Linked DNA regions of Macaca mulatta: region 1 is linked to region 2. Evidence: chromatin contacts called from public Hi-C data. All regions are on one chromosome and are shown on one strand. Each heading gives the region's core, a stretch centred on a gene start, on an enhancer-like site or on the middle of the called end of the contact. The rest is flanking DNA. Distances are from core to core; before and after follow the strand shown.

Region 1 (3,109 bases), core at 374-2,873, 43 kb before region 2:
GCAGTGAGCCAAGATCATGCTACTGCACTCCAGCCTGGGCAACAGAGTGAGACTCCGTCTCAAAAAATGATAATAATAAATAAATAAAAAAGAAACCGCCTGTCTTCATTGAGATTTGTTTTTGCTGCTAAACTAGTTATGAAATGTCCTTTGGTTTCATGGCTTTCTGGATCCTGGAAAGGCACATAAGGGACTGTGGACCTGTAGTACTTACTTCTAGGGTTGTTGGGAGATTTAGAAAAATTAATATATGTAAAGCACTTAGAATGGCCTGGCACACTGCATTAGCTAGCATAGGCGCTTGACAATATTACATGGTCCACTCCCTGCAGCCACGTCTCTCCCTCCAGCATTCATACATCCCTGATCTGGTTTCCTCTCTCCCTGGGACGTCATAGGGCCTGTCCCTACCCAGGGAGTTGTGGGCCCTGTCAGGGAATAGGAAACGACCTGGGAGAATCCACTGGCCCAGTTGTTGCCAGCTCCTCCTCCATGCTCCGACAGGTAGATGTTCTCTGGGTTGTAGAGCTTGGCATAGGGGGAGTTGAGGATGGAGTGGATCACCCGGGGCTCCAGGTCCAGCAGCACGGCCCGGGGGATGTAGTGCTCATCGTCTGCCTGTCAAGGGGAGTCCAGGAGGGGGCCCAATCAGCTAGGGTGGCCCAAGTCCTAAGTCCTCCCAACTCTGGCTCCCTCCAGCCCTCCCTCCTCATGCCAGCCGCCTGGCCCCACTGCCCAGCAGGGTTCCCAGTACCAGGCCACTCCCTTCCCTTCTGGCCCCTCGGGCCATTGCCGCCCTTGGCCAAGTCGCTGGGGGCACCTGGTAGAAAAAGACGTCCTTGCGGTCAGTGCCTTCGGTGGCGAACTCCTCCACGATGCCCTCGGGGCTGATACCATGCTCAGCGCACAGCTGTTTCCAGAACTCGAACCCAACTGGGGGGGAAGGGGCAGGCAGGGGAGAAAGAAGATATCTAGTTCCGGGCAGGTTCCAGTCAGGAGCGGAGGGACTGGGCGCCTGCGTCCAGGAATAAGAAGTCAAGCCGTAGGACTCTCCCGTGTCTGAGGAAAGGACTGTACGCCAGGGACAGGGCAGGGGAGGGCCCCTCGGGGCTGGGCAAGTGGACACTGGGTCAGGGATGTCTCGCCTTTCAGAGAACTACGATTCTGGCAAGGACAGATGGAGTCCAGGATCCTACAGCGAGATCACATTGACCCTAAGGAACCTGGCTAGCTGAGGGGCCGGAGTTTCGCTCACTCTGATTGCCGCACTGGCCCAACTGAAGGGTGATGATTTCCCTCGGCATCGCTCCTCAGGCACCGGCGTTGCAGCCGCTCCCGCCCGCAACGCCGCCGCACGCCAGCCCGCTCGCCGCAAGACGCAGGCGCGAAACAACAAGCTCCACCCACGACCTTCATCCGCTCCAATGAGAACCGAGTTCTGGCAATGAATGGCATGTCTTTAAGCACTGGCCTTCATTCATGCAGATTGCGCGTGCGCGGCTTCTGATCGGGCTCTGAGCCGACGGATCAGGTTCCGCGCCTCAACGCTGGCGGGGTACTTTGACTCGGCGTCCTCCCTCCCCTCTGGGTAGACGCCCGCTTGGGCCTGCGCGCAAGCGCGCTGTGGTGCGAAGCGGCCTCCCACGCCGAATCGCGCATCTGCGCAGTTGCTGTTATTGTGACTGTCGGGCCACGGCCCCGGATGTTGTGGCTGCCGGGGGGAGATGGCGGAGGCCGAAGGGGTGGCGGCGACCCCAGGCCCGGCTTCGGGGTCGACTTTCAGGGGCCGCCGAGATGTGTCAGGCTCCTGGGAGCGGGACCAGCAGGTTGAGGCGGCGCAGCGGGCCCTGGTCGAGGTGCTGGGGCCTTACGAGCCTCTGCTGAGTCGGGTGCAGGCAGCCCTGGTGTGGGAGCGGCCAGCCAGGAGCGCCCTGTGGTGCCTGGGGCTGAACGCGGCTTTCTGGTGAGAGAACTGGACCCTCGGAAACCCTCCGAGTCCCGAATTCGTCGGTTCCTCTAGGGCTGTACTCGCCTGCCCTGTTTTCTTCGCTGCACTGGCTCCTTCTTGTACCTGCCTAATTTTGCCTCACCTCTTTCCACTCCATCCCGCCTGCAGGCTTGGGCACCCCAGTTCTTCCCAGGGCCGTCCACCCGTCTTCTCTGCCTTACCGGTGCCCGCACCTCCGCCGTGCACATCTGGCGGGAGCTTCTGGTAACATCTTGAGCCGCTCAAGAGTGAGCTAGGGCGCCTCTTTTGAGCCCGGGAAAGCTGCGTCCCTTTAAAGCCATCACTTCCTTTCTCTTGTCTGCTCAAGTGCAAGTTCTAGATTGTTTCCAGAGGTTTTAGTAGTTGTTGTTGGAGTACAGGCGTGAAGTCTTGCAAAGGTATCCATAGGTGTGATTTTAAAACAAGCTTGAGCGATTCGCATGAATTAGCATGTTGTATATCTAGGAAGGAAGTTTATGAAGTCTGAGCGTCAGTGTGAGCCCCCAAAGCTGAAAATTGAAAGAAAAGTACAAGCTTTTAAAGAACAGTTAGGAAATGACGGAGATTTCACCCGTTTCAAAGCCACCTGTGATTGTAACTCCTCCCTGTTCCAAGGAATTAGAGAGGCATCCTTAGCCATTGTTTATAGGCAAAGAAATTGAGGATGTCCAATAGTGTGTGTGTGTTCCTGAGCTGGAAAAGTGGCACTATAAATATGCTTTATCTGTGTGTGTCATGCTCTGTGAAAATGGAACTGCTACTTCTCTCAGTTGTCATCACCTAAAGCGGACCTAGGACTTCATAGGAGCTAGCAACCATAGTTTTGGATTTATTCGTAATGGAAGAGGTTCCAAGGGAACTGACTTCTAGGGGGCCTTCTGCAGCTGAATGGATTAAGACTGTTCTGGATAAGCCTGAAACAAAATATGTGTGTTTTTTAAATGTGTTTTTGCTAAAAATAGCTTCCCCTTAAAATTGGTTTTAAAATCAAAACATTATCCTTTATCTGAAAGATTTTCAGTGAGCTGAAGCAGAACAAATAATTCCAAGTTCATTGACCTGAAGACAGTGTTCAGCTATTAAGCTAATCCTCTCCCAGTTTGAAAGAGACCCAGTTAAATG
Region 2 (3,360 bases), core at 155-2,654:
CTCGTCATCTACGCTCAGAGATGGGGGCAGGGAGAGGTCATCTTGGGGCCCAGTGGGGTCCAGCTAGCCCACCTTTCCCCATCTGGGAAGAACCTGGTGTCCAGAGAAGGCAGATGGACAGAGAACCTAATGTTCCAGATGAGGTGAAAGATGGTGAGACCCTGTGTCTGATACTTGGGCTCCAGCACCCCTGTGTGGATGGCTGGGGCTTCCCTGTCTAGGAAAGGTACTACAATTATGACGTGTCTGAGCCCCTCGAGGTGGGGGGGATGTAACTGCCTACCTGTGTTGGGGACAGAAGAGGCACTGGTGGAACCGATGCTATTAGCTCTGGACACTACATTCCCCTTGCGGGTGCTTTCTACAAAAAGCCCTGGAAAAGAGAGGCCCCAATCACTAAGGGGCAGGGTGGGGAACACTGCCAGACCCTCAGACACCTGTAGGACACAATGGCTTTCTTAAATGCTGACCTCTTCCCTTCAACCCAAAGCCAACTATACTGGGCCCCCCACTTCCAGCCAGACTACGCTGCAGCGCTCTGCTCCCTAGTGTCTACACTGCTCCATAGGCCTGCATGATACCCCCTGGCTCACAAACGGGCATCTGGACGTGACAGAGTGTGAGTGATCAGCTGCCATTAGTTCCACCACTTCCCTGTTCCAGAACAGAGGGAACTAGGTGTCACCCTCAGTTGTTTTCTGCCCTCGTCCTTCAGCTCCTGCTGTCTCAAGCCAGGAACTCTGCTCAGGGACAGTGGACTGTGCTCAGGCGTGGTTGGCAACACCACAAGAATTCTAGAGAGCCTGGGCGGGAGTGTACCTCTAGAGCTTAAGATGGGGGAGCTACTCACCGGGGTCCAGGCTGTTGTCGCTGTAGGCATACTCCACCTGCGGCACAGAGCACGGGAGGGGCCCGTCAGACCTCCGCCCCTGGTGGGGGCGACACTTTCACTGCAGGCACACACAGCGCGCCCCGCATTCCGGGAAGGCACCTCTGTCACCCTGCGCGCTCGCGCACACACAGCCCGGGGTGCGCGGGCACCTTAATGATTCCCCCGAGACTTGGCACGGGCTAGGCCGTGCGAGCGCCTCCCCCGTGTATGATCTCTTCCGCCCCTACTCCACCCCAGTCCCCTGTTCCCCCGACTCGCGCGCACACGCCTCGTTTGTCTCCCCACCTTGGCACACGCGGGGTGAGAGCTGTCTTCTCTGCAGCCCCGGGGCCCGGAGAGCATGGGGGACTTTGGGGACAGGAGGGAAGCCCCTCGTCTTCCGGCCCCCCTACGTGCACGAGCCCGACCCGCCCTCCCCTCGCTGGCGTGCGCGCCCACGGGGCTTGCCTTGACCCAAGGGTCCTCGGGAGAGGCGCCCGGCTCAGTCATCTTGGACCCACCGGACCGGAAACGAGCCGGCGGGCGGGCCCCCTGCGGCGAGGAAACGGGTGGTGTGCCCACGTGACCCACGCCCGCCAATCCGCGACCGAGAGGTTGGGCAGGGCGAGAGCATCGCGCATGCGCGGCCCAAAGACGTCTCCCGTACTCCAGCTGTCAAAGCCCGGCGCTCGGCCTGGCGCCAGCCGCCTTTGGGACTGCTCCCCGTCGTGCCTGCCCTCTCTGGGTTAGGCATTGGAATGGCGGCGACATGAAGCGCGTTTTGTAAGACGGAGTACCTGCAATTGGCTTGTCAGCATACCGCCGCAGGTAGTGTGTGCATGCGCACTGTCCGGCCGGCTGGCTCCACACGTTACCCTGCGGGCGGTCTCCCCGCGCTCCCCGGACCTGCACTGCAGCGGGTGTGTCAGGAGCCGGGCAGAGAAGCTCCGCAGCCACACTGTCCGACCCCACCAGGCTGCAAGCTCTGTGAGGGCAGAGGCCCCGCCTGGCGCGTGGAAGGCTGATCTTCCAACACCCAGCCCAGTGTCTGGCAGGATGCATGTGGAATGAATCCTTGCAAAGAACCCGCTAGCTAGGTTATGCGGCCTCTCAGATTAAAAAAACAAAAACAAAAAAACACGGCAGTACCTAGAAAGTCTACACCTTACTCAGAAGCACACAGCTGGTCAGTGGGACGGCCAAGGCTCGCCTAAAGGCCATCCGGCCATCCTCTTAACCACTGCATTGCCCAGGCTTCCAGCTCAGGCCTGGGCCCTGCACTTGTGGCTTAAGGATCTCAAAGAGACTTAGAGGCATTGGAGCAGGAAGCAGACACCATCCAGGCAATACCTGGGAACATTCACCTTTAATTCTGTTACAGGTTCCAGTATTTGCGCTGGCCCTAGTCAGCTGTGGGTAAGAGTCACCCATGGGCAAGAGTGGGGAGGGGCCTGCTCATCCATGAACCACATCCTCAGTGTTGGCCAAATACCAGTGTTGGGTAGGCTTCCTGAGTCCACCAGGCCTGGCCATGTCCTACACAGCATAGCTTAGACCTCTGGGCCTGAACCAGGATACGCATCAAGGCCCCCATTTCTCCTCACCACGGGGTCGCTTGTCAGCTCCAGGGGCCAGTCTGGCCCCACTGAGAACTTCTCAGTCAAGGGCCTGGTGAGTCTTGGGAATGCGCTTCTGCAGGAGGGCCCAGGCTTTCTCCACCTTCAGACAGGCCGGAATGTTGGGAGGAAGAGAGGGCAGGGTCAGGCAGCATCCACTGGAGACTCCTTCCCCACAACCCAGCCTTGCCCTGGGCACCAACCTGGCGTTGGGTGATATGCGGCTCCCACAAGGTGCTGAGCACCACGTGGCTCTGTTCCACAAGCTGCTGCCCGCTCATCTGGCTCTGCAGCCGGCTTTGAGCTGCGGCTTCACTCAGGCCATCCCTCTCCACAATGCGTCTTACAGCCTGGGCACAGACGAGACATTTGTCAGGAAGAATTCCAGCTCACAGGATAGGATCTGCAGTAGGGATGGCGTGGGGGTGGGGCTGAGATACCTCAGTCTCAGGGATGACAACAGTCCACACCTCATGGACCAGGTTCTGCCAGCCGGCTTCAAGCAGCACAGCCGCATCAATCACGCACACACGCTTTCCTGTGGGGAGAGCCCAGTCACCGCCAGCAGTGCTGACGCTCTCCCAGGCAAAGCACACGAAACACAGTCCCAGGGTGAGCGGACAGTCCCACATGGGGCAGGGAAGCTCCCGGGGGGAAGAATCAGCTTAACTGTCCCCTTGGCTGCTCCTATCCTCCCTCCTACTCACCCTCAGTCACAGCCCGATCCATCTCCTCTCGGGCCAGCTTTGCGATAATTGGCCACATAATGTCCGTGAGTATTTTCAGCTGCTTCTGGGGAGGGGAACAGAGGGCAGAGGTTACCTTCTCTAGAAGACGCCAGCCCGAGCAAGGTGGTGTTGAGAACAGATCAGT

Evidence for each region. A called contact is a pair of places that touch in the nucleus more often than the background predicts.
Region 1: a contact with region 2 is called in a Hi-C map of cortical neurons, with 2.1 times the contacts expected there. The contact joins the promoter of RETREG3 here to the promoter of MLX in region 2. A contact is called at or near these places in 2 of 14 Hi-C or Micro-C datasets (cortical neurons and liver).

What each region holds. Positions count from the first base shown.
Region 1 is chr16:66,961,313-66,964,421 of T2T-MMU8v2.0, reverse strand. It overlaps RETREG3 (reticulophagy regulator family member 3), which reads left to right and starts at 1,623. Exons shown (of 9, transcript NM_001194496.2): 1 at 1,623-1,963. The coding sequence starts at 1,725. The region is part of intron 20 of ATP6V0A1 (ATPase H+ transporting V0 subunit a1); the gene reads right to left. The region is part of intron 1 of PSMC3IP (PSMC3 interacting protein); the gene reads left to right. It overlaps TUBG1 (tubulin gamma 1), which reads right to left. Exons shown (of 13, transcript NM_001261011.1): 3 at 1,256-1,323; 4 at 821-933; 5 at 451-618. The coding sequence starts at 1,304.
Region 2 is chr16:66,918,294-66,921,653 of T2T-MMU8v2.0, reverse strand. MLX (MAX dimerization protein MLX) reads right to left here and starts at 1,404. Exons shown (of 7, transcript XM_015119717.3): 1 at 1,178-1,404; 2 at 851-887; 3 at 1-8. The coding sequence starts at 1,381. The region is part of intron 20 of ATP6V0A1 (ATPase H+ transporting V0 subunit a1); the gene reads right to left. It overlaps COASY (Coenzyme A synthase), which reads right to left. Exons shown (of 10, transcript XM_015119716.3): 7 at 3,195-3,279; 8 at 2,928-3,025; 9 at 2,691-2,837; 10 at 2,219-2,590. The coding sequence ends at 2,528.